Regions from separate parts of the Mus musculus genome. Here regions 1, 2 and 4 are each linked to region 3. A link is a contact called in public capture Hi-C and promoter capture Hi-C data. All regions are on one chromosome and are shown on one strand. Each heading gives the region's core, a stretch centred on a gene start, on an enhancer-like site or on the middle of the called end of the contact. The rest is flanking DNA. Distances are from core to core; before and after follow the strand shown.

Region 1 (5,195 bases), core at 41-2,540, 2.2 Mb after region 3:
CCCCATGCTCACCTCTGCAGTGCTCCCTAACCCTCCCACACTCACCTCTGCCTGTGCTCCCTAACCACCCCCATGCTCACCTCTGCATCCTTAACCCTCCCACGCTCACCAAGCCACGGGTGTGTGTCTTCCCTTGGCAGGGGGTGCAGGGAAAAATCCTCTCACTCACGCTGTGACTCCTGATATGATTAACCTTACAGCTTGGGTTGACAGCTGAGGTGAGTCCCGAGGGATTCAGAGATTCCTGGGGATGGACCACAGCCTGCTATATGAGGAGCCTCCAGATGTTGTGGTAGGGACTCAAAATGACAAAATGCATGAACTCACCCCTTCTTTTTTTAAAAAAAGATTTATTATTTATTTTATGTATATGAGTGCACAGATGGTTGTGAGCCATCATGAGGTCGATGGGAATTGAACTCAAGACCTCTGCTCGCTCCGGCCCAAAAATGTATTTACTATTATATGTAAGTACACTGTAGCTGTCTTTAGACACACCAGAAGAGGGCGTCAGATTTCATTAAGGATGGTTGTGAGCCACCATCTGGTTGCTGGGATTTGAACTCAGGACCTCCGGAAGAGCAGTCAGTGCTCTTAACCGCTGAGCCATCTCTCCAGCCCGAACTCACTGGTTCTTGACCAAGAAGGAGAGGAAAGAAAGACTCGGGGGTTCTTGAGTCACACACTTCAAGTTCTCCAAGAGGCAGACTGCTGGGGTAAATGAGGGGGGAGGAGAGATTAGTTCATTAAAGGCAGCAGTAGAGTCATAAGAAGTGTCACACAAGCCACGATACAAACATATAGTTAATAATATTCCAGAAGAACTGGGTATGCAAGTCCTTGTGATCCCAGCCCTCTGGAGGCTAAGGCGGCAGGATTGGCATGATTTGGAGCCCAGTCTAGTCTGCAGAGTGAGTTCTAGGACAGCCTGGGCTACAAAGTGAGACCCTGTTTCAAAAATACAACCAAGATCTAGGTGTGGTGTAATTCTAATGCTAGAGAGGAGGCAGAGCCTCCACTAATAGCAAGCTGGAGGCCCAGTCCAGGTTTTGCAAGACTATCTCAGCTCCCATCCCCCTAAAAAAAAGCAAAGAGCCAAAGGTCATGTGTACATATGTGTACATGTGCACATACTCTGCTCTCTCACGTGTTTTAAAGGTCTTTCCTTTCAATTATGGTGAGAGCTATTCCTGAGTCTGTCAGCAGGTGGCAGACCTGCACCCAGAGTCTCAACTCATTTCCAGTAACTTCTGCCTTCTCCCTAAAGGGCCTCCTCTAGCCCCACCTCCTACTCCCTGGCCTGAGCCAAGCACTCTAGCCAGTTCCAGATGTCAGGGTTCAGAGGCCTGGTCCCAGAGCTGGAGAACAGCCTATGGAGTTCTCCCACCACAAGCTGCATGAGCAAGATGTGAGTTTGCACCATAGAGGGCCCTGGAGAAAGAAAGGGGCTGGGAGAAAGGAAGGGAGGAAGGCAGGACATGGGGTTACATAAGTATACACACACACACACACACACACACACACACACACACACACACACACACACACACACACGGCCGGGTGGGGGGGCAGGGAGGGGCGGAGGGTAGACAGATGACCCAGAGGGAACTAACTGAATTTGCCTGTTCAGTGCTCTGAGCCAGGAATTATTTAAATGACCCTAACTTGTACTCCAGGAGGGGGTTAGGAAAGGCTGAGGCAGGAAGCCATCTGGGTTAGACTCACAAAGGAAAAGGAGCCATAATAATGTCTTCATAGGATAGAAACCCCGCAGTCTTGGAGATCGGGCTACAGAGGAATCCAGATAGGAACCTACACAGACTCGGTTCAGGAAAGTGGTATCCAGAAGTGCCCAACACTCTGGGGCCACGGACACAACTGCTAGTCCCTAAGCCTCCGGAGCCTTTATCATCTCTGGCCACAACAGAACATACACACACAGCCTCTGGTAGAGCTGTATAACCTCACCTTGTCTTCCCTGCTCACTCACAGGTGCTGGTGGCTCCTTTGGGGAATCCTCCATACTTGCCCCACACAGGCCTCTGTGCTTTTGGCCCAGCAGTCACCACAGCAACTGACATCCCCTGGATACCCAGAGCCATATCTCAAAGGCCAGGAGAGCCACACTGACATCGAGGCTCCAGAGGGGTTTGCTGTGAGGCTGACCTTCCAGGACTTTGATCTGGAGCCATCCCCAGACTGTGAAGGCGACTCTGTCACAGTGAGCTGGACAAGGGGGTGGAGAGCTGCAGGGGCTCTGGGGAGGGAGCCTCCCATGGGCAGTGGGTGATAGCTCTGCTCTGAACCACCCATCTAGAGAAGAGATAAGGTGTCCAAGTCAGAGGATCTAGGGCCTAGCTACAGCCTGATCACTCAGTATACAGCCTCCCACCCGTCCCTGGCAACTCACCAAGGGTTCCACCAAGGCATCCGCAGGGACCCACCAAGCTCTGAGAGAAGGCGGCTGCGGGGCAGAGCCTGAGTTTTGAGAGCTTACAAAGAGACACATAAATATTGTTGCTCTACAATCTTGTCAAAGGCCCGGGATCTCACCCTCCCTAGCTAGACCTTGTTGAGTGCTTTCTCTACTGAGTTAGGAAACTGGATGTAATTAATGACAAATGTTCACCCTCAGAAGAACAAGTGAAGACCGATCAAGTTCACCTGGGATGAGAGGCCACAAAATCACAGCAAGGGCATTATTCAAAATAAGAGTTCTTTTAAATCATAGTATGTTATCTTTTGAGTTAAATTTTATTTATATCAAAGTAAGATATGCATATAATTTTTAAAAATCAGAATCTTAGCCAGATGTGGTCAGTGAGACATGTTATCCCAAAACTTAAAAGGTTAAGTCAGGAAGAGCCAGCCTGAACTATACAAAACAAGTTCACAGCCAGCTTGAGCTACATTGTCTCAACAAAAAGTAAGTTACCCAGGCTACCTTTGAACTCACAGTTCTCCTGCCTCAACCTTCTGAGTGCTTAGGTTATAAATCTTATTTAAAGACTTTTTTAAAAAATTCTAAAGGGCTAGGAATACAGCTCATTAGTAAAATATGTGCCAAGACCCTAGATCCAATTCCTTTTATGGAGGAAGGTGGGGAAGGAAGAGGAATTAAAAAAAAAAAAAAAAACCCCAGCCAGGCAGTGGTGGCACACACCTTTAATTCCAGCACTTGGGAGGCAGAGGCAGGCAGATTTCTGAGTTCAAGGCAGAAACTACAGAGTGAGTTCCAGGACAGCCAGGGCAAAACCAAAAAACCAAACCAAAACAAAACAAAGCAAAAAACAAACAAACAACATCAACAAAGAGTCCTCCAGAGATTGTAATGAAAAACAATAGCTCAACCTACCCCAAGGGCAATCATTTACAGAGTAGCTATCTGCAATGGTATTTACCTCCATATGTACAAATGATATGCTTATTCTACTATGCAGTTTTTAATATTTGTCTAATTTTCCTTTAAACTTCCAGCATAGAGGGTTGGTGCTGGCTCCAGCTGTGAGACCTTCACAACCCACAGTTCCCCTCACTCATTCTCCCATTAGCAATTCTTTTACAAACCAATATTTATTATTGACAGTTAGGACTTGGAAGCATTCATGTCTGAGCACATGATATAGGTTAATTACATTTACTTTCTTTAGCTTGTTGGCTTGCCAGTCATTCTCCAGTAATGACTCCTTAGAAAGGATATGTTAAATTCTAGGCAGCCTAGGTGGATTAGTTGGTCACTCATTGCCAGTGGACAGTTTATCTGGGTATAATAATCCAGTTTTGAAATCATTTGCTTCCAGAATGTTGATGACATTGTCTTCTATCTCTAGTGTTGTTTAAAAGTCTGATGCTACTAGCATTTTCATTCTTCTGTTTTCCTACCTAGGGCTTTGTAAATATTTTCCTTATTCCAGTGTTCTGAACTTTCACAGATGGCGTTTTACTCATTGTGTGTGGTCTTTAAATTAAGATACTTTTAACCTAGTCCTTTAATTCTGGGAATGTGTGTGTTTTTACATGTGCTGGCAAGTGTCAGTGGAAGCCAGAAGAGGACACGGGATTCCCTGGAGCTGTAGTTACAGGTGGTTTGAGCCACTAATCTCTCTTGTGTGTTAGCAATCGTACGTAGTGGACTGGTTCTCTAGTTCTCTGTTCTATTCTGGTTATCAACTCCTTGACCCTTTGCTCCACTTTCTAGAATATTTCTTTGCCTTTCTTTTTTTGTGATGCCAGGAATTGACCCAGAGCCTCACACATGCTGACACACATTCTTCACTGAACTACACTTCTACCCCCAATTTCTTCGTATTTATATTCAAACTTTTTGCTTGATAATTTCTTCATAAGAACTCATTCTTTCTAAATATGTGGTTCTTACCGTACATGTGCAACATCTACTTGTTCCTCTATCGTGGGGATTAGTCTTAAATGTTTCTTCTGCTTTCTGCACTATTGCTGTTTTATCCGAGGCTATTTCATGTTTGCCTGTCTCCACCTCTGATTTTTATCTGAGACACTTTCTTGCAACATCTCATAATACTTGCCTGAACATTCATATTTAAGATTAAAACACAAAGCTTCTTATTTAAAGTGCTATATGAATAGCTACAGTCTGACGAATGATGGGTATGAAAACGGTATCTCAGTTCCTTTTCTGCTGCTGTAACACACTGCCATAGGTCAGATAATTTACAAACAATGGAACTTTTTTTGCTCACAGTCTGGAGACTGGGATATCCCAGAGGATAGTGCTGGTGGGGAGAGAACGGGCTTTGTTGTCGTAACATGGTGGCAAGCAAGCACACAAGAGCAAGGGGAAAAATGGCCTAAGTCATCCTTTCCTTTAGGAACTCACTTCTGTAGTAGTCAACCCACTCCCAAAATAAAGGCACAAATAAATCAATTACCTCTCCAGAGACCCACCTCTAAGCACTATCATCTAACTTTTTCTCTTTTCTTTCTATCTATCTTTTTTTGTTTTGTTTTTGTTTGTTTGTTTGTTTGTTTGGGGTTTTGTTTTGTTTTTCTTTTTTGTTGTTGGTTTGTTTGTTTGTTTGGGGTTTTGTTTTGTTTTTCTTTTTTGTTTGTTGTTGGTTTGTTTGTTTGTTTTTTGGTTTTTTTTTCCCCCCAAGCCAGGGTTTTTCTCTGTATAGCCCTGGCTGTCCTGGAACTCACTTTGTAGATCAGGATGGCCC
Region 2 (5,607 bases), core at 1,914-4,413, 2.1 Mb after region 3:
TCTACAGCCAGGGCTATACAGAAGAACCCTGTCTCGAAAAACCAGAAAAAAAAAAATTGGGCTGGAGAGATCACTTAGTGGTTAAGAGCACTGACTGCTCTTCCAGAGGTCCTGAGTTCAATTCCCAGCAACCACACAGTGGCTCACAACCACCTGTAATGGGATCTGATGCCCTCTACTGGTGTGTCTGAAGAGAGCAACAGTGTACTCAGAAATAAAATAAATAAATCTTTAAAAAGAAAAAACATTAAAACCAAAAACCAAGTCACTCACAATGCTGCTTTATCTTAAGCAAGTCATAAACTCAGTATTCTTATCTAGAAAATGGTCCTAAAAACAACAGCTAGAACTTGGGATCTTGCAGAGATAAGTAAACAACACATTCAATGCACTTAACACAGAGAAGCTGATATTATTTCTATTGTTACAGATGATCTTTACCCTCAAAGACCATCCATAAAGAAATTAGTTTCTAAAACCCATACAGATACAAAGTTCTGAAGACTGAAGTCTCTTACGTGAAATGATATATTTACATATAACCCACAAAAATCCTCCCATTATTCTGACATCTCTAGATGACTTATAATACCCTATATAATGTAAATGTTACATATATAGCAATTATATCAATTAGGAAATAGTGAATACACACACACACACACACACACACACACACACACACACACATGGCCAGGCATAGTGGTTCATACTTGTAGTCCCAACATTCAGGAGGCGAGGGCAGGAAGATCTCAGTTACACTGGAATTTGGAGGACAGTCTGGACTACAGAGATCCTGTCTAAAAACTCAAAGAGCATGTATACGTTTAGTGCAGACATACATTTTCCATTTTCTATCCACAGTTTGTTCAATCTACAAATGAAAAGCCAATATATATACAGGCAGCCTAGCCAGACTTCAGGGTTCTGAACTCCACAATCAATTTTCTCAGACCCCAGTCCTACTCAAGATGGTTGAATTGCCAGAGTCCTAGGTGCCGAGATGAATACTGCTCTCTTCCTGGGCTACCCATCCAATCTCTAGCTCCTCTCCACTAGACTTAAGCAGTCAAGTTACTGATAAAGAGGCAGATCTAATCTCTCATTCATATTCTCTCTCTCCCTCTCCACCCCCTCTCTTTTTTTTCCAACCAAACCCACTTTTCTCTTTATTATGTTTTGATTACCTACAATTGTTATAAGAAGTCACATTTAACATCCTACAGAAATGAATCAAGAAACTAGAAAAGTCATTAGTAGCGAAAATCACCTTCCATCCCAAGAGGAATCAGGACGCCCAGCAACACAGGACATGTAAATGCTCCCTAACAACTACTACAGATGTCCCCACAAGCCTCACCTGTAACTTCGGCGATGAATTCTTGGGACCAGTCGGTCTCATTATAATCTTGAGCTACATCCACAGCATCTCCAGCTGCAAGAAACTCCTGGGCCCAATTCTCAGACAAGGCCAAATCTGCCACACCAGGGGCTTAAAAGAGACAAGAGAAGACTAAGAAAAAAAGAAAACAGGTTCCTTCACACTCACTCATGGGCAACACCTCCTTTTTCTCCTCAGCATCTCAGTCCCCCGATGCCAGCAAAACCCAAGGATGGAAGCCCTCTGGCCTCTTCCCGTCTTACCAGGCCCTGAACCCACCTCTCTGAGGAGCCTGGCGAAAGTTTGACTGTTCAATCTCCTGCATCTCTGCCAGGAGGTCATCCATCTTGAAGGTCTGAGGGGCTCGGGATACAAGAGTTGCATTCTGGTCCTGCAGGAATTCTGACACCAACTATTACAGAGAGATGGTCGGATGAACATTAGGATCAGAGGGCCTCAGCCAGAGGCAGGGCCCACTGATGTTGGACAGAGAAACGAAAACTGGAGATAAATAAAGAAAAAAAAAAATCTATCTGTAAATTTGGAAACCAGAAAAATACCCCAAAAAGTAGACGAAAACATTGGCAGGCAATCTCATTTGGTAAAGAGAGTTCAAAGACTGAAGTATGAGTGGACTGATTTAAAAAAAAAAAAAAATCACCACAACCCCCCCCCCCAAAAAAAAAAAAAGACAGAAAAGAAACTTGCTCTGTTTACCTCGTCTTCAGTTCCTACTCCCAAAGGCTTGGAAACCTAAGATAAGAAGGAAAGAGACAATAGCAGGCTACAACCCAACTCTAACTCTACTGCTTAGGTGGCCTGAGGCAAGTCAAGAGCCTTCACAAAGCCTCAGCTTCTTTGTCTATAAAATAGTAGTCCTTGTCTGTGTAAAGCCGCACAAGGCTCACTCCAGTGTTACTGAATGGTGACTGCTATTACTTTAACACAGAGAAAGCAGCTGTCAGGTGGAAGAAATAGGCTCTCCTAGAACACTCACGGTCTCTGCTGCTGAGGCTCCCGGAGGCCAGGGGCCAGGCCTCAGTCCCTCCTGCCGAAGGGCCTTGTCCTGGGTGAAATGGGTGGCCAGCTTCATCAGCGGGTTGGCACCCCCACATTCGCCCTCCACCAGCTCCCGCATTGCCATGGTGACCAGCAGCTTCCCTGATGGACAGAAGATTAGAACTGTGGTCGGGAAGCCAGACTTTCCCAACGCACGCCTCAGGCCCTATCTAGAGCAGATGGGCCCACGACGGCTCCACAAGGGCCAGGCCCCCGGGGCCACCCCCCGAGGTGTGTCTGGAGTCCAAGAGGAGGCTGTGTCCTGCCTTCCCACTCGAAACGCTGCTTTCGGCTCGGGCTTCCCCTCCAGCGGACGGCAGCTCAGACACCACCCGCCAACAGCAGCTCTACAAAAGGGCCTGGACCCCTGGGGAGCACGGGGAGCGCATCATAAACACGGCTAGACCCGAACTCTAACCTGACGAGGGACAGCGGGGACGCCTTCCACCGTACACCGGGACCCACACCCCCGGTCAGGCGCCAGCTGCGGGTCCCGATCCCAGCTCGTGTCACCTGAGCCCCCTCCCCGGCCGCGCCCGTCCCCGCCCAGCGCCCCGCGCCCCCAGCCCCGTCGCCCCAGCCTCGACCCCGTCCCACGAGGCCACCGCAGCGGCGGGGACTTACGGGCCTCGACCCCGCGCCCCCAGGCTCCAATGCTCGCCGTCGCGGGCCGCACCGTCCGACCGGCCGAGGCACCCGGAGTGGGCTGGGGGAAGGGAGGGGGCGGGAGCAAGGGGGCGGGACTCGGCCTTAAAGGGGCCGGGACGGCGGCGCTGCGGCCCAGCTCAACGGAAACGGGTAAAGGGGCGGGGCCTCAAGCTTGCGCAGCGTGATGGGCGGAGCCGAGATCCTTAAAGGAGACAGTCCTGGACAGTTGGATTGGGGAAACCTGCAGTAGTCCCTAGAACGCCAGGATTTATTAGTGGAAAACTCAGAGGACTGGAGCTAGAAGAGGCCTCTCTGGCTTTGGAGAAAAACCAAGGTTTCAGGTTCCACGGTTCAGCTCTCTTTCCTGGTTCTCCTGCACCTCTAAATCGCCCAAACTGAGCCCGGGAGATTTCGGAGGTCAAATCTATGACCTGCTTCGGCCTCCTAGGCCTGACCCCCCTTCCAACAGACGCTCCTTCAGGACAGCGTCACAGCCTCCAAGGAGACAGGGGCCTGCCTCTACCATCTCTGCGTAATGAAGAAAATAGCTCCGGATGATGACAAATTCTGGTGACTAAAATAGGGTCCAACGCATTTTGAGACCTCAATCCTGTAATGGATGGGGAGAGTGCTGTGAGTCACTCCTCTCTCCTCTTTCCTACTGGTCAAGGTCACGATGGCCTGATTCCCTGCAGCTCCAAGTTGGGGAAACGTGGCAAGGAATACCTTTGATCAGGGAATATGAACCTAAGCCTCAGGCTCCACCATCTGCCAGAGAAATGGCTCGGGTGCCAGACCTCAAGGTCACACTGGAAAGCAAACCTTGATAGCTCACCTAGGTCCAAGACCGACGGACTCCTTGACGTCCTGAGAAGGGGAGGGGTTCAGAGTGCTGGTAGGTGGGCTAGGAGGAAACTGGTTCTAGAAAGGCCTGACGTACGTCCCAACCCGGGGTGCGGGAGAAGCAGGTAGTCTGTAGGTGGCGCCCTGGGGCAGGCTTGGTTCTTTGCTGCCCTGATGATTTCAAAGGTAGCCTTCCTCAGGGAACACAGGCAGTGTAAATTCGTCCCTGGGAAAATAGAAATTGCCCTTATAACTGCAGTGGTTGAACAAGGCAGAATATTGTGCAATGTTTCTGTCTTTAGTACACTGTCAGTATCTTTCAGAGGCCCTAACACACACACATACACCCATTCTCCTTGACCACAAATTTCATCCCTGTCCACTGTTTCCAGGCTGCCATTGTAAAGAAAAAAACACCTAGCAACGAATAAACTAAACCACACCAAGGAGGAAAGGATGCCATCTTGGAAGATGAATATGTTAAAACAGGAGAATCTCTGGAGAAAGCAGTGTTTAAGGAAAGCATATGATGGTTTGAATTTCTGGTCATGGGGAAATGGGAGAGCATCTCCCAGAAGCATTCAAAACGCATCACACACATAACCTCCTACTCTGCTAGGAGGTTAGTAACTGATTAGCAGGAATTTACCATGCCAAGATCTTGGGAGAATAATTGAGATAATAACCGATGCTTATGAAATGCATGTTAACCCCCAGGTGTTGCCTTAAGCACTTGGTGAGCATTAGCACTTTTAATCATAATCTTCATAATACTCCTATGAGAAAGCTATTACTAACCTCCTTTTACAAATAAGACTTGCACAAAAATCAAATAGCTAGGAAGTCAGAATCGATGCAAGCAGTTGGCAGCGTGGCTCAGTGGTAGAGGTGTTTATACACAGGCCTAAGGGCCTGAATTTAATCCCTTGGGCCCACAAAGTAGCAGAAAAGTTATTTCCCCTGAGAGTTGTGTACACACACACACCACACATACATCGTATACCGCACACAAATTTAAACAGTGCAAGCACCAGACACCTACAGCCCTGCATCCCAGACTTGGAGAAGTCTTCCTTGTAGACCTTAAAGACCTTTGATATAAGCCAAAGACTTCTTCACAATGCCTGGCCCACAGTCCCAGGGGAAAGGCTAAATTAAGTTATGTGGGTGCTTAATATTTATAATTAGCTCATTAAAGTTTTAAATATGAAACCATATCTTCTTCATCTAAGTTCAAAGTTAAAATCATATTTTACCCATAAAATAAGAAGTTATAAAATAAAGGTAAACATTCCTTAATATTTAGCCAATTCAAGAGGAATAGGCTGAAATCCTCTAATTTTCAGACCCAAGTTACATCACCACAGGCTTGATTTAAACATTTTTCAAATACTGACTTATATGATCCACTTCATAACTATTAATGTCAAGGCATCCCTGTTTAACAGGCGAGGGAACCGAGACAAAAACTGTTGGATCTTGCCTGGGACTGTGATATGGGTTTTAAAAGCTGGGACTTGCATCTAGGCCATTAGCATCAAGCTTTGTAAAGAGCCAATCAATGAACACGTTTGGATCTACACTGTCTGTCCCTGCTTCTCTGTCATTTCACAATAGGGCCATAGAACAAGCATGGCGGTATTCCAGTCAAAGTTCTTGTGAGCAATGAAGATACT
Region 3 (5,423 bases), core at 1,995-4,494:
ACACATGCATACGCACGCACGTGTGCACGCACATACACACAAGTGCGTGTGTGCACAAATAGTAAGTAGATATTTTTAAACAATGAAAAGAAATGGTTAATTAAAATCTAATTAATACCCTGAACCTTATTTATTTATTCATGTGTGAACTTTATAGTATTTCATATTGAATCAATGAACTGCACTCTTCAACTCTATCTTTTTGTAGTTTTATTTCAAGACAGGTTCTCACCAAGTTGCCCAAGCTGGCCTTGAACTTGGTACATTGCTAAAAGCTAAAACAAAATGAGCAAATTTCACTCTGGGTTTGCTTGCTCTAACTCTGTAAACTGCTAAGACTCTGAAGTGGACCTACTCGGAAAGAATCCGAGGATGAGGATCCTCTGCTACCTTTGCCTAACCCACGTCAATACTCACAGAGCTCGGCCACTCAGCTGAGCCTCACCTGCACTGCTTGCCGTTCATACAGGGACATCTGTGCTATCTGGGGCCGAGAGCTGGCCCCTGAACTGGAACTCCCATTGGTCGAACTAGAGTTCTGCTCACTCTCCGTTTCCATGATAGCGTTCCAGGGTCCCCAAGAATGGCGCTCTGACTCAAGCCCTAGACAGAATCAGTAAAAGGTTAAAGTTATACCTTGAATGGAAAATGTCATTTCATGGCATTATTATTCAAAATCACAGTAACTCCACAAAGTATCTAAGAATCTTCCTCTGAGGTCTTAGAACTCCCAAGTCTGTAATTTATCTTCCTCACTCCATCTTTTCAAGCTCGTCACTGTTTCAAAAGGAAAAACCTTTCCATTAACCCTCCTGGCTACCATTAAATAAAACACCAGACTATAACAAGCCACCTCACAACCCTACAATACTAAAACCACCTTAGGTCCCCCAGCACGTTCCAACAGTTCACACTCCACCCATTCAAAGCTTGCTGTTACTTCTATCTCCATCTATCTATGGTTCTCATGCTAACAATGGACAGCATTTCTGGTGAAGCCTCTAGTTGCTTTCGTTCCTTGGCCCCTACAGACCCTTCACCTGTGCTATTTTTATAGTGCTGTATGGTAAATATCACAGCCCCCATTTTATAATAGAGGGAACAAGGATCTTCTGTGTATCGAGTCTTTACACTACTTTGTCTCTTCCCAGAACAAAAAAAGCAAACAACAACAATCTGTCATCAAAGCAGTGTCTGTCACTCGGTGTGAGCATTTCCTATCCTCATTTCACGGAGGAGAGTCCTGAGACACTGACGAGGTAGACAGAGTGGACAGGTCATGGAAGTGGATAAATGTTGGGGACACAGAGCTAGACTACTGCCCAAATATCCAAAGTAGCTGACTGGCTGCTCGCCAAGCTCCTAATTAAAGCCTCGGGGCTGTTACTTCTCCTTATATAACTCCAGTGTCCCTATTAGCAAATAAGGCAACAAAGTGAACAGGTTACATACTCCCAAGTAAGTAGCATTCTAACTGAGACGAGTAAAATTCAACTTTACTAAAGTGTAAGAATTTACCCTCTGGCAGCTACATTAAAACCAGCAAAAAATAAATTAAAAGAAAAATACATATCAAAAAAAGGAAAAGAAACAAGAGAAGCAAGCAGAAACACTCTTCTAAAGCGGCTGAAAATGACATCATTTTACTCCTTAGTTTTCATTCTTTCGTTAAACTTACACTGTGTATTCTTTATTTTTGATACACTGAGGTACTAGAACTATCAGGTCTCCCAAGTACTATTTGGCTTGGGAATATAAAAGTCCGACCATAATTTCTGCTAGGGGCTATCTCTAGTTTCATTAGATGAATGGATTTATCTCAGGAATTAATCCCAAACAAGTAAACAAAAGTCAAAAGTCTCAACCTTGGCCCCTGAAGTGGAGTTTTCTCTGGATTCTCTTCCCAGCATCTCTACATCACTTAACTCTGGGACCGAACAAATGCCACTCCACACACGGATAAAATGAAAGAGGTACAGAGAGGGTATTCTATCAACTTCAGTCTACCTTTCTCCCCACATCTTTTGCCAAAATATCAAAGCACTAAACAGATACAGACCCATGAATCCTCAATATCAGCATGTGAAGGAAAAAAAGTGGGTAAGGATTAGAGGCAGCATGGCACAGTTGTACAGATTACTGGAGTTATCTCACTGCACTCAGAGACGTAAGACCCTGTTACTTGCAATAGAGCCTTATATAAAACACGTTCATCAATTCGATGACCCCCTCATTTCCCCCAGATAATGAAACAGAGAGGGCCAATTTTAAAGTCTTTTCACCAGGGAAACTGCCATCAAAAACCTCGCAGGCACACAAATCTATCTTAAAATCCTCATTTTTCAATGAATGTTGTGAGTTCCAGATTCAGTATAGAAAGTGAAGAGAGCACACCGTTTAGGTGGCAAACTCAATCAAAAATTAAAACTAAGAGTCAAAGGCCACCCTAAACGTTCCCACCTTTTGGGTGTGGGTGTGTTTAAGGACTCAACTGGGGAAGACGCACACCGATGGGAAGGAACTAGAAATTAATATTGAGGTAGACATACTACTGGGCCTATTGGGTCAGGTGTTGGAAGAAGTCAATACCCTTGAGTATAAAACTCTGTTGCAGTAAGAATGGAGTGAGAAGCAAGGGTTGAGGGGCGCCTCGGAAAGACTCCCAGGGGTTCTTGTTCTTCACAGAAGCGTGATTAAAAAAAAAAAAATGCATTTCCAAAGAGAAATCAAACACACCAGGAGAAAGGGGTGGATACAGTGCTGTGCCCGAAGCGAGCGGACTTGGTAAGCAGGGAAATGTATATTCTAATAGTAGGGAGCCAAGCAGGGGAGGCACAGAAGTCGAGGAACTGGGAGATCGGGGAGCCCGGCGGAGCGCGAGAAGCAGGGAGATAACCAGACAGCATGCTCGGATGGAAGGACCAAAGTCGGGGAAGGGAGAAATGAATGAGAAGCGGTCAGAGGCAACGAGGTGACGGACAGACAGCACCGAGCACAGCGAGCGCAAAGCACGAAGACCGGGACGCGCAGCACCCAAGCACCGCAAAGCGCAGCAGAGCGGGAGGCAGGAGCGCGGCTGGGGGAGGTACCTGGGCGTTGCACACGCCGAGGTGGCTGAGGAAACATCCCCGCGCCGCCGAGACCCCGGGATGCGGCCCCTCCCCGGCCCGCGGCCGCCCGGTTACCTTCGCGCCCGGCTCCGCACCCGAGTCCTCGCGGGGGGCGTCCACCTCAGGGGCGGGGGAGGGGGGGGGGGTCGCTCGGCCTCGGCGGCGGCGCGCCGCCTCCTCCCCTTCCTGGAGGGGCGGGGGCCCAGGCGCGGTGGGAGGTGCCCGGCGCGGCCGCCGCTCCCCGCCCCTCCCGCCGTCCGGGTGCTGGCCGCGCCGCGGCTCCGCCAGGCCGGGGGCTCGCGCGGGCCTGTCACTTCCTGCCCCGCCGCGAGGGTGGGGGGCCGAGGCCGGGGGGCCGCGGGCCGGCGGGGAGGGGGCTGCGGGGAGGTGCTTCCGGGGCAGCCGACCCCTCCTCCGGCCCGCCCCCTCCCCGCGCCCGCCCTCGCGCGCGTCCCTCGCTTCCTGTCGGCGCCCGTTGCCATGGCGACGCTGCTCCCCGGCCTCCGCGCTCTAGGCCCGAGTGGGGTTTTTTTTGTTTGTTTTTCTTTTTCTTTTCTCCCCCTGGCTCTGGCTCTCTTTCTCCTCCTTTCTTCCCCCCTTCTCTCTCTTCGAATTCCGCTCGCCGTCTGAAAGCAGACGTCTAAGAAAGCGCTGGCCTCTAGAGGGGGACTCACCTCGGAGAAGAGAGGGAGATGGGGAGAGGGGAGGGAAGTGACGTGAAAGGGGGGGAAAAAAAGAAGGTATTTTCTGCAGCTTCTGGGAATAGGGGCTCGAAAGAAAGGATCAAAGGGACCAGCAGGCACAGAGGGAGGAAGCGGAGCAAAGACCCTTGAGAAACGACGGCCTGTGAAAGGAAATAGAGCAAAGGGAAGGGAAGAGGAGAAAAGAAAAACTTTGAGATAGAGGGAACGGCGAGAGAATGCTGAGTGTTTAATCCCTCGCCCCAACTCCAAGAAGGCGGGAAACAACGCCGCACAGAAACTGAACCCGTTAGAAGCAGCAGTTCATTAAAAAGCAGGAACCTGAAGCAACTTGCTTTGAATAATACTTAAGTCTGTGACGTCAGGGTTGATTGTGTGCTTCGGAATCTCTTTAAGTCACACGCACACGTGAAAGAATCACAACGCCCAAAACAATGGAAAAGGCGGGGTGTAAAGAGATGAACAATGGTGCTGCCTTTGGGAAGGCTGAGCATATGGTGGGGGAGGCCCGTTTTATTTGCAACACAAATTTAACAGGATTTAATTATTCTCAGTCTCTCAGAGCTCTTAGAACACCTACTGTGTGCTGGCCACTCTTGGAAGCTTTTTTTTTTTTTAAACCAGAGCATTGTTAGCAAAGACAGCTGCTCTCCTTAACCTTTTACCTGCCGTAGGGTGTTACCTTGTGATAATAGCTGGGATTTGTATCTTTTGCTAACCTCAGCCATAATTAGTTGTTTTCTTGAGCCCACTCTAGATTGAAAACCCAGGTGTAATTAATTTGTATTTAAGGGGGGGGGGGGGGGGAGAGGCATTCTCATTATAAATTGATGCATTTGTGTTTGTTTCAACTCCCTCTCTTAATTGGTATAGCCAGATCTCCGTAAAGTAAGATCTTTAGGAGGCTTCTAGGAACCTGTTAAACGGGTATGCAAATCCCAAAGGGCAGCCAAAGGACTGGAGAGGCAGGAACATGGGTGTGGAGAGGTGAAAGGGTTTGCTGCCGAGCCAAGGATGATAGGTGTTGGCTGGGGATGAATGGGAACATTCTGGCAAGGAGATCTGGTGGTTAAAAAACAGGTGGAGCAGGACCCACTTCATTCAAACCTAGAACTTTGGCAGGTCAAGGTTAAAGCTTCCTTGCGGAGACTTACAAATGGCGTTTTGAGCCTCAACAGTATTCAATATCAAAGAACAACCTAAAGATGACTTTCAGATTTATATACCCTGCCAGGATAAGAAACAGGGCTTCTATAGGAAAACTCAACATCAATGAATCTGGATATGATCTGTAATATATAAACCCAGAAGAAAGCATCCAGATGCCAGTGCTTATGTCCTTATTTCCCCAACCTATAGGGTGTGTATAGATTATCAAGGCCCTTTCCCATTGTGCTCCACCCCTTAACAATGAAGAACTGCTAATAGAGCTACATTCCACCTCAAGTTTTTTGGTTTCTTTCTTTCTTTCAATCCAGTACCATTGGTTTCGTCATCTACTGGATGACAAAAGGGGATTGAAAAGTGGCCGAATAATTTCAGCTTCTATCTGACATTAGCCTAGGAATAACCCATTGCAGCACAAGCTATGTTGATCATGGGCCAAGAGTTC
Region 4 (5,570 bases), core at 1,403-3,902, 2.1 Mb after region 3:
TTTATCCAAGGCAAAGAGTGGTGGGTTCAACAGGACCGTGTTGTCATTCTCCATGACAATGCCCTGGTACTCTGCCTCGATCCATGGCTTGTGCTTGTTGGCTGGCCCCACCCCAGGAAGAAGAGAGAAAGTGAGCTGACCATCCACTCCCAGGATGCTGCCCTTGTTAACCCTGCACCCAATAGCGACCCCTTTTTCATGCCTTGCCACCTTGCCGGAGGGAGAAGGATGAGCTACAGAAGGAACCAGCAACTCTCGTAGGAGGTCACAGCCTTCTATAACTGGAGAGACAGTTTCATGGCAACTACCTTCCTGTGGGGAAGGGACTACTGTCTCTCCCTGAGAATCATGGTTAGGGGTAGAGAATCTCCTATAAGGTCTTTTTTTGCCGTAGCAAATGGTGATGGGAACCTCAGGAAACAATGGTGAGCCCTCGGAAGGTCTTGAGAAAGGACGGGAAGGATGAACTGAGAGTTAAGACTTGGGGCAAGAGTAGAGCCCAGTTTCCTGAAATCTCAGTCGTTTACCCCCTTTCTACCCCTTCTCCCACCTGCTGGATTTCAACCCTTCACCCTATACTTCTCCAGATCGGGCCCAGACTTCAGACCGCTCTCCCAGAAAAGGAGAAAGGAAAGAAGGCAATTATATAGGACAGCAGGAGGGGGCAGAGGGGAAGGGATAGAAGATAGAAATCAGCGCTGTGCCTGGACCCATCCTAAGGGATTATGGAGCTGGCCTAGAAACACAGCAAATCCCTCCCTTCCCATCCCCACACCCAAGAGAATACAATCATAACCGGTACATTCTAGGTCCTCTCGGGATCTCCACACCCCGTGCTCCCCCACAGACCTGTCTGAACCCTAATTTTGCCTATTCCACATCACACTGTCTCCTACCAGACTCCTCTCAAGGAGGGTCTCTTCCCCAGGATCAACTTCCTTCAAGCTCTCGAGATGTCATAGGGAAAACATACATCCCTAGAACCAACCTCCACCACTTGCTCCACCTAACTCCACTATGCCCCCCATCCATGTTCCCAAAGGCAGACATGGAGAGGGGAGGATAGATCATCAGAGAGAAACTGAGTCACCAGAGGGCTCTCACCCCAGTGTCTCATGATGAGCAAGAAATTTTGATTTCTGTCCATTCCCATAACCACAGCCCAACCAACATCCTGGTATCTGCAGGCCTCTCCATTTCGTGGGGATGACCACCGTAACCCTCTCCCTTAATGAAGGCCTCGAGATGGTGTATGGGAGGCCGAGCAGGAAGTGAGAAGAAGCCTGAGAGCCAGGAGGACCACCCTGAGGTAGGAGCTCCAGCCAGACATGGGAGACAGCAGACAGAAGAGCAGAGGGTACCAAGGGCCGAGCCAGGCACCCTACAACCCTGTCTTTATGCCCTTACCAAATGAGCCCTCCTTCCTACCCCTGTCTTATGTCTACCTGCTGCCCTATATCCGTTCTTCATCCCTTCTTTGCTTCCTGGCTCTTCCTTGATTTCCTCCTCCCCCACTTCTCTCCTTTCCTCCTTCTGCCTCTACCTTCCTCCTTTCTGATCCACTTCTTATTCCCACTCCTCACCTCCCCTTCCCTCCTCAGATTCCCTTCTCACCTCCTTCCTGGAGCACCCCTCCACACACACCCTTTTCTTCCCTTTTCAGACTTTCTCTGTCCCCTCTACCTACCTGAACCCTCGGCCCCTGGCCCCAACCTCCCCTTCCCTCTGACAGTCTCACCCAGTTGAATTTATCTGCTCTCTGCCAGAGAGGGCAGCTGTGGTAACCCACAACCCAGCGGATGCAGGCAGAAGGGTATGGATGCAGAGAGACACGAAAATACATACGTGCTCGGAATTACTGAGCTGCGGTACACAGTTTCTCCCCAGGAAGGGATGAAGACAGCCAGATGGATCTGCCACACACCCTTAGTATGCATGAACACCCAGTGAAACGGAACCTGAGGGAATGTCACCCTCGGGGAGCAAGTCCCTTTGAGACAGGAGGTATCTACCAGCATGGAAGGGTTGGGGGAGGGGGCAGAGAGACCCCAGGTGGGAACAGATATACAAGCAGGATGTTAGGCAAGCACATGTAGAGATGGACCAGCGAGGAGGAGCTGGCCCTTGGAAGTGAGAGCCAGTCTGAAAAAAGGATGGAAAGGGGGTGGTGAGAAAGGAAAGGACACCTGTCTCGGACACCAGAGAGCCTGAACATCCCCTTCCCTCCTTACCCCCATATTGCTCAGCCTGACGCCCCAGTTCAGAGGCTCCCATCCCCGTCTATCTCACCTTTGTTGCCAGAGCTGATTTGAAGCAGAGAGGCCAGCAAAAGGGACACCAGCAGGAGGGTCATGGTGCGGTGCTAAGCACGCCAGGCCAGGCGTTCCTATCCCCTGGGAGCCTCAAGCCTGCTAATGCCACCTTGGGGGAGAAATGCAGAGACTACGAGGGAAGGGCAGGGGGACAAGATCGGAAAGGAGCCTGCCGACCACTCTAGTCCATATAGCAGATGTGTTCAGACCCGCTGGGTGGCTGAGATGGGGGACTTGCAGTAGCTTCTCTCTTCAGTCTCCAGCCCAGCGTCCTCACTCTCGCTTGCTCTCTCTATCTCTCTCTCACTCCCACCCCATCCCCGCTACTGCAGGATGACGTCAGCACAGCCAGGCAAGGATTGATGGGGCCGCTGGCCAATTAGAAGACTGAGGGCACCAGGTGCTGCAAGGGGGGGTAGGGAACCAATGCGACTGGGGAGCAGGGGCGGGAGAATGTGTTAGGGCTTTTTCCCCTGGCTGCAGTTTGGGGGAGCAGAGGAACTGCGGGGGCTAGAGAGGAAGCAGGAAAGCCATGGAGTGGGTAGAAGATACGAAGGATATCAGAAGACCTAGCCGAAAGGCAGGAGGTAGGGTGAGACAGAGACGTCAAGAGCCTTGGGGGTGGCCAAGAGAGGCAGTATCCACGTCACCCACCCCCAATTCTGCATTAACCTCTTTCCACAGCCCATTCCATTAGCTAGTCCCTGCTGCGTGCTTTCTGGAAACCTGGAGGCAAAACCTCGAGTAGGAAATTCTAGCATTTCAGTTCCAACTCAGGGCCCTGTGGGCGACAGCGGAGGGCCAGAAAAACCTAACGGACAGATAGACAGACAAAAAAAAAAAAAAACAACAACAACAACAAAAAAAAAAACCTATGACAAGAGCCCTAGGTGAGGAAGAGGAAGGACTCCCGGCAGCCCTTTCCACACACGCTCCTGGAAGGGCAGTTCATCTGCATCTGAGATCGTCTTTTCTTACTGCTTACAGTCCCTGATTTCCCCACCTTAAACTGTGATCGAGCTGCCCCACATCATTGGTCAGTTTGGGAGGCAAGTGGGCAGCTGCAGACATGGTACACAATGATTTCAATATCCTCCAAGCCGTTAGGATGTGCCTTGGCTGAGGGCTGATGGTATCCAGGACTCGGAACTGAGAGGGAAACCCTGGGTCCCAAATCAAAGAGTATAAAATCTTCAGCCTTCCCTTGAACTCATCCCTCACTGATGGTCATTTCCTCTGCCTCCCCAAACATGCCCCAGAAGACCAAGAACACCCGTTTAAGAACCATATTCAGCCAATGGTAAGGGGGCAGGGGAAGAGCTGTGAAGGCCTAGAGTCCAGGCCTTTAGTACTGTGGCTCCTGTCTCCTGTGGCGGTCCTCACTCCCAACTCACACCTCTGAATGCCCCCTCCCTCCCCTTCCTCTCAGTCTAAGAATAAAGCCAGAACTCACAGCTGCTCCACACACTGCCTGCCACAGCAGCCTCCAGTGGAAGCCCGTCCCTCGGGGTTCCCAAACCTGACCGAAATGACTCGGAGGCCAAGACTGACACTCAGAAAGCTCAAGTTCTGAATGACAGACAGCTCTAAGGTCATTCCACAGAAAAAGCTGAAGCCAGGAATGACTTTGTTAAGTCTCAGTCGCTCCAGGGCTACACACAGCAGACCAGAGCCCATCACTGCAGCGGGGCAGAGTGGGGCTGCATCTCTTTATATATATATATATATATATATTCTAAATAATTTATTTTAAAAATGTATTCAAGGCCTTATAATCTTGGAATTTCTTGGGGTTTTAGGCTTTAGACTTTTTTTTTTCAATTTTTTTTATTAGGTATTTTCCTCATTTACATTTTCAATGCTATCCCAAAGGTCCCCCATACCCACTCCCCAATCCCCTACCCACCCACTCCCCCTTTTTGGCCCTGGCGTTCCCCTGTACTGGGGCATATAAAGTTTGCAAGTCCAATGGGCCTCTCTTTGCAGTGATGGCCGACTAGGCCATCTTTTGATACATATGCAGCTAAAGACAAGAGCTCCTGGGTACTGGTTAGTTCATATTGTTGTTCCACCTATAGGGTTGCAGTTCCCTTTAGCTCCTTGGGTAATTTCTCTAGCTCCTCCATTAGGGGCCGTGTGACCCATGAAGCTGCATCTCTTACTGCAGCAAGGAACCAGCCCTACTAAAGCCCTGGTTAGCTGGGTCTTCCCACACTGTGTGTGGGGACTGACTTGAAGTCTGTGAGCCTCCTTTTCCAGACAGCCCCCTTGACTCCCCAGTCTACTCCTGTCTACACTGGGAACAATGTCTCCCTCCCAACCTGTCCCAAAAGAACTTGGAACACTACCTAGATGTCCTAAGTAAGAACTTCACCCTTCCAGACCCTTCCTCCCACTCTCTTCCTCTTCCAGGTCCCACTGAGAAGCCATGTTGGAGTGGGACAACATTGGAACCTGTTGGCTTAGCATGCATTTCCCTGCCTCTCACTCACAGTCTTGACAGAGCTATGGCAGGCAGGAAGCAACTGGCTGGACATGAGAGCCCTTACTAAGTCTCGGGCCCCACAGACATCAGTGGTCCAAGAAAGGTAGTGTTGCTAGGGCTCGGGGGAGACAAGGAGATCAGCCACCAGTAGAACCGCATAGTGATGAAGATTCCCAGCACCTTCTGGAACTACTTTATGGAACCCAAGGTGGGAGCAGAGTTTGAGGAGGGTCTAAGTTTTGTGGATGGGTGACAGTGCTGGGTCCCTTTCCCCTGCATTGACAGGGCACAGGGCAGATGAGCCAGAACAGTGACTCCTCCAGCCCAAGCCAAGGACAATGACCACCAAAGCAGGACATACATGGTGGTCCCAAATAACAAACCATAATACGTCTCTGGGACCAACAAACTCTTATGCTCCCCAACTCCTTCCTACTTCTTCCTTACCCATTCTATGTCTTTAATAGAATAATTTATTTAGTTTGTCTTCTCTTAAATATTTTTATGTGGATGAATGTTGTCCTGCATGGATCTATGCCCCACTGGGTCCCCTGGAACTGGAGTTGCAGACAGTCATGGGCTACCACGTAGGTGCTGGGGATTGAACACACGTCCTTTGGAAGAGCAGAAAGTGCACTTAACTGCTGAGCCATCTCCCCAGTCTCTTCCTTGCCCCTTTGCATCATCAGTCACAGGAATACAAAGTACAGGCCAATGAGCCCACATGTGTTCATCCTGAAGCCTGTGGCACTGGGTTTGCCTGAGTCTCTCTC

The links. Promoter capture Hi-C pulls out the DNA fragments that hold promoters and counts their contacts. Capture Hi-C pulls out chosen DNA fragments and counts their contacts.
Region 1: a promoter capture Hi-C map of neutrophils shows a contact between it and region 3, with 5 times the contacts expected there. The contact joins the promoter of C1rl here to the promoter of Phc1 in region 3. A contact is called at or near these places in 5 of 39 promoter capture datasets (the 3T3-L1 cell line, hippocampal neurons, neutrophils and 2 more) and 2 of 115 datasets of contacts at active chromatin or transcription factors (embryonic stem cells and stem cell-derived neural progenitor cells).
Region 2: a contact with region 3 is called in a promoter capture Hi-C map of pre-B cells, with 10 times the contacts expected there. The contact joins the promoter of D830015G05Rik here to the promoter of Phc1 in region 3. A contact is called at or near these places in 12 of 39 promoter capture datasets (the 3T3-L1 cell line, the C10 cell line, cranial neural crest and 8 more), 1 of 484 Hi-C or Micro-C datasets (pre-B cells) and 2 of 115 datasets of contacts at active chromatin or transcription factors (astrocytes and embryonic forebrain).
Region 4: a capture Hi-C map of embryonic stem cells shows a contact between it and region 3, with 7 times the contacts expected there. The contact joins the promoter of Clstn3 here to the promoter of Phc1 in region 3. A contact is called at or near these places in 3 of 39 promoter capture datasets (cranial neural crest, embryonic stem cells and hippocampal neurons), 4 of 115 datasets of contacts at active chromatin or transcription factors (astrocytes and embryonic stem cells) and 1 of 9 other capture datasets (embryonic stem cells).

The regions. Positions count from the first base shown.
Region 1 is chr6:124,491,823-124,497,017 of GRCm38.p6, forward strand. C1rl (complement component 1, r subcomponent-like) reads left to right here and starts at 1,291. Exons shown (of 6, transcript NM_181344.5): 1 at 1,291-1,408; 2 at 1,993-2,221. The coding sequence starts at 1,329. Gm44096 (a long non-coding RNA gene) reads right to left here and starts at 2,580. Exons shown (of 3, transcript XR_003956364.1): 1 at 2,411-2,580; 2 at 1,969-2,313; 3 at 331-708.
Region 2 is chr6:124,411,909-124,417,515 of GRCm38.p6, forward strand. D830015G05Rik (a long non-coding RNA gene) reads left to right here and starts at 3,164. Exons shown (of 4, transcript XR_378022.4): 1 at 3,164-3,983. Pex5 (peroxisomal biogenesis factor 5) reads right to left here and starts at 3,159. Exons shown (of 16, transcript NM_001277805.1): 1 at 3,065-3,159; 2 at 2,379-2,542; 3 at 2,099-2,134; 4 at 1,661-1,793; 5 at 1,361-1,492. The coding sequence starts at 2,525.
Region 3 is chr6:122,336,413-122,341,835 of GRCm38.p6, forward strand. Phc1 (polyhomeotic 1) reads right to left here and starts at 3,245. Exons shown (of 16, transcript NM_001355215.1): 1 at 3,186-3,245; 2 at 2,060-2,068; 3 at 446-603. The coding sequence starts at 2,063.
Region 4 is chr6:124,462,132-124,467,701 of GRCm38.p6, forward strand. Clstn3 (calsyntenin 3) reads right to left here and starts at 2,653. Exons shown (of 18, transcript NM_153508.4): 1 at 2,290-2,653; 2 at 1-101. The coding sequence starts at 2,353.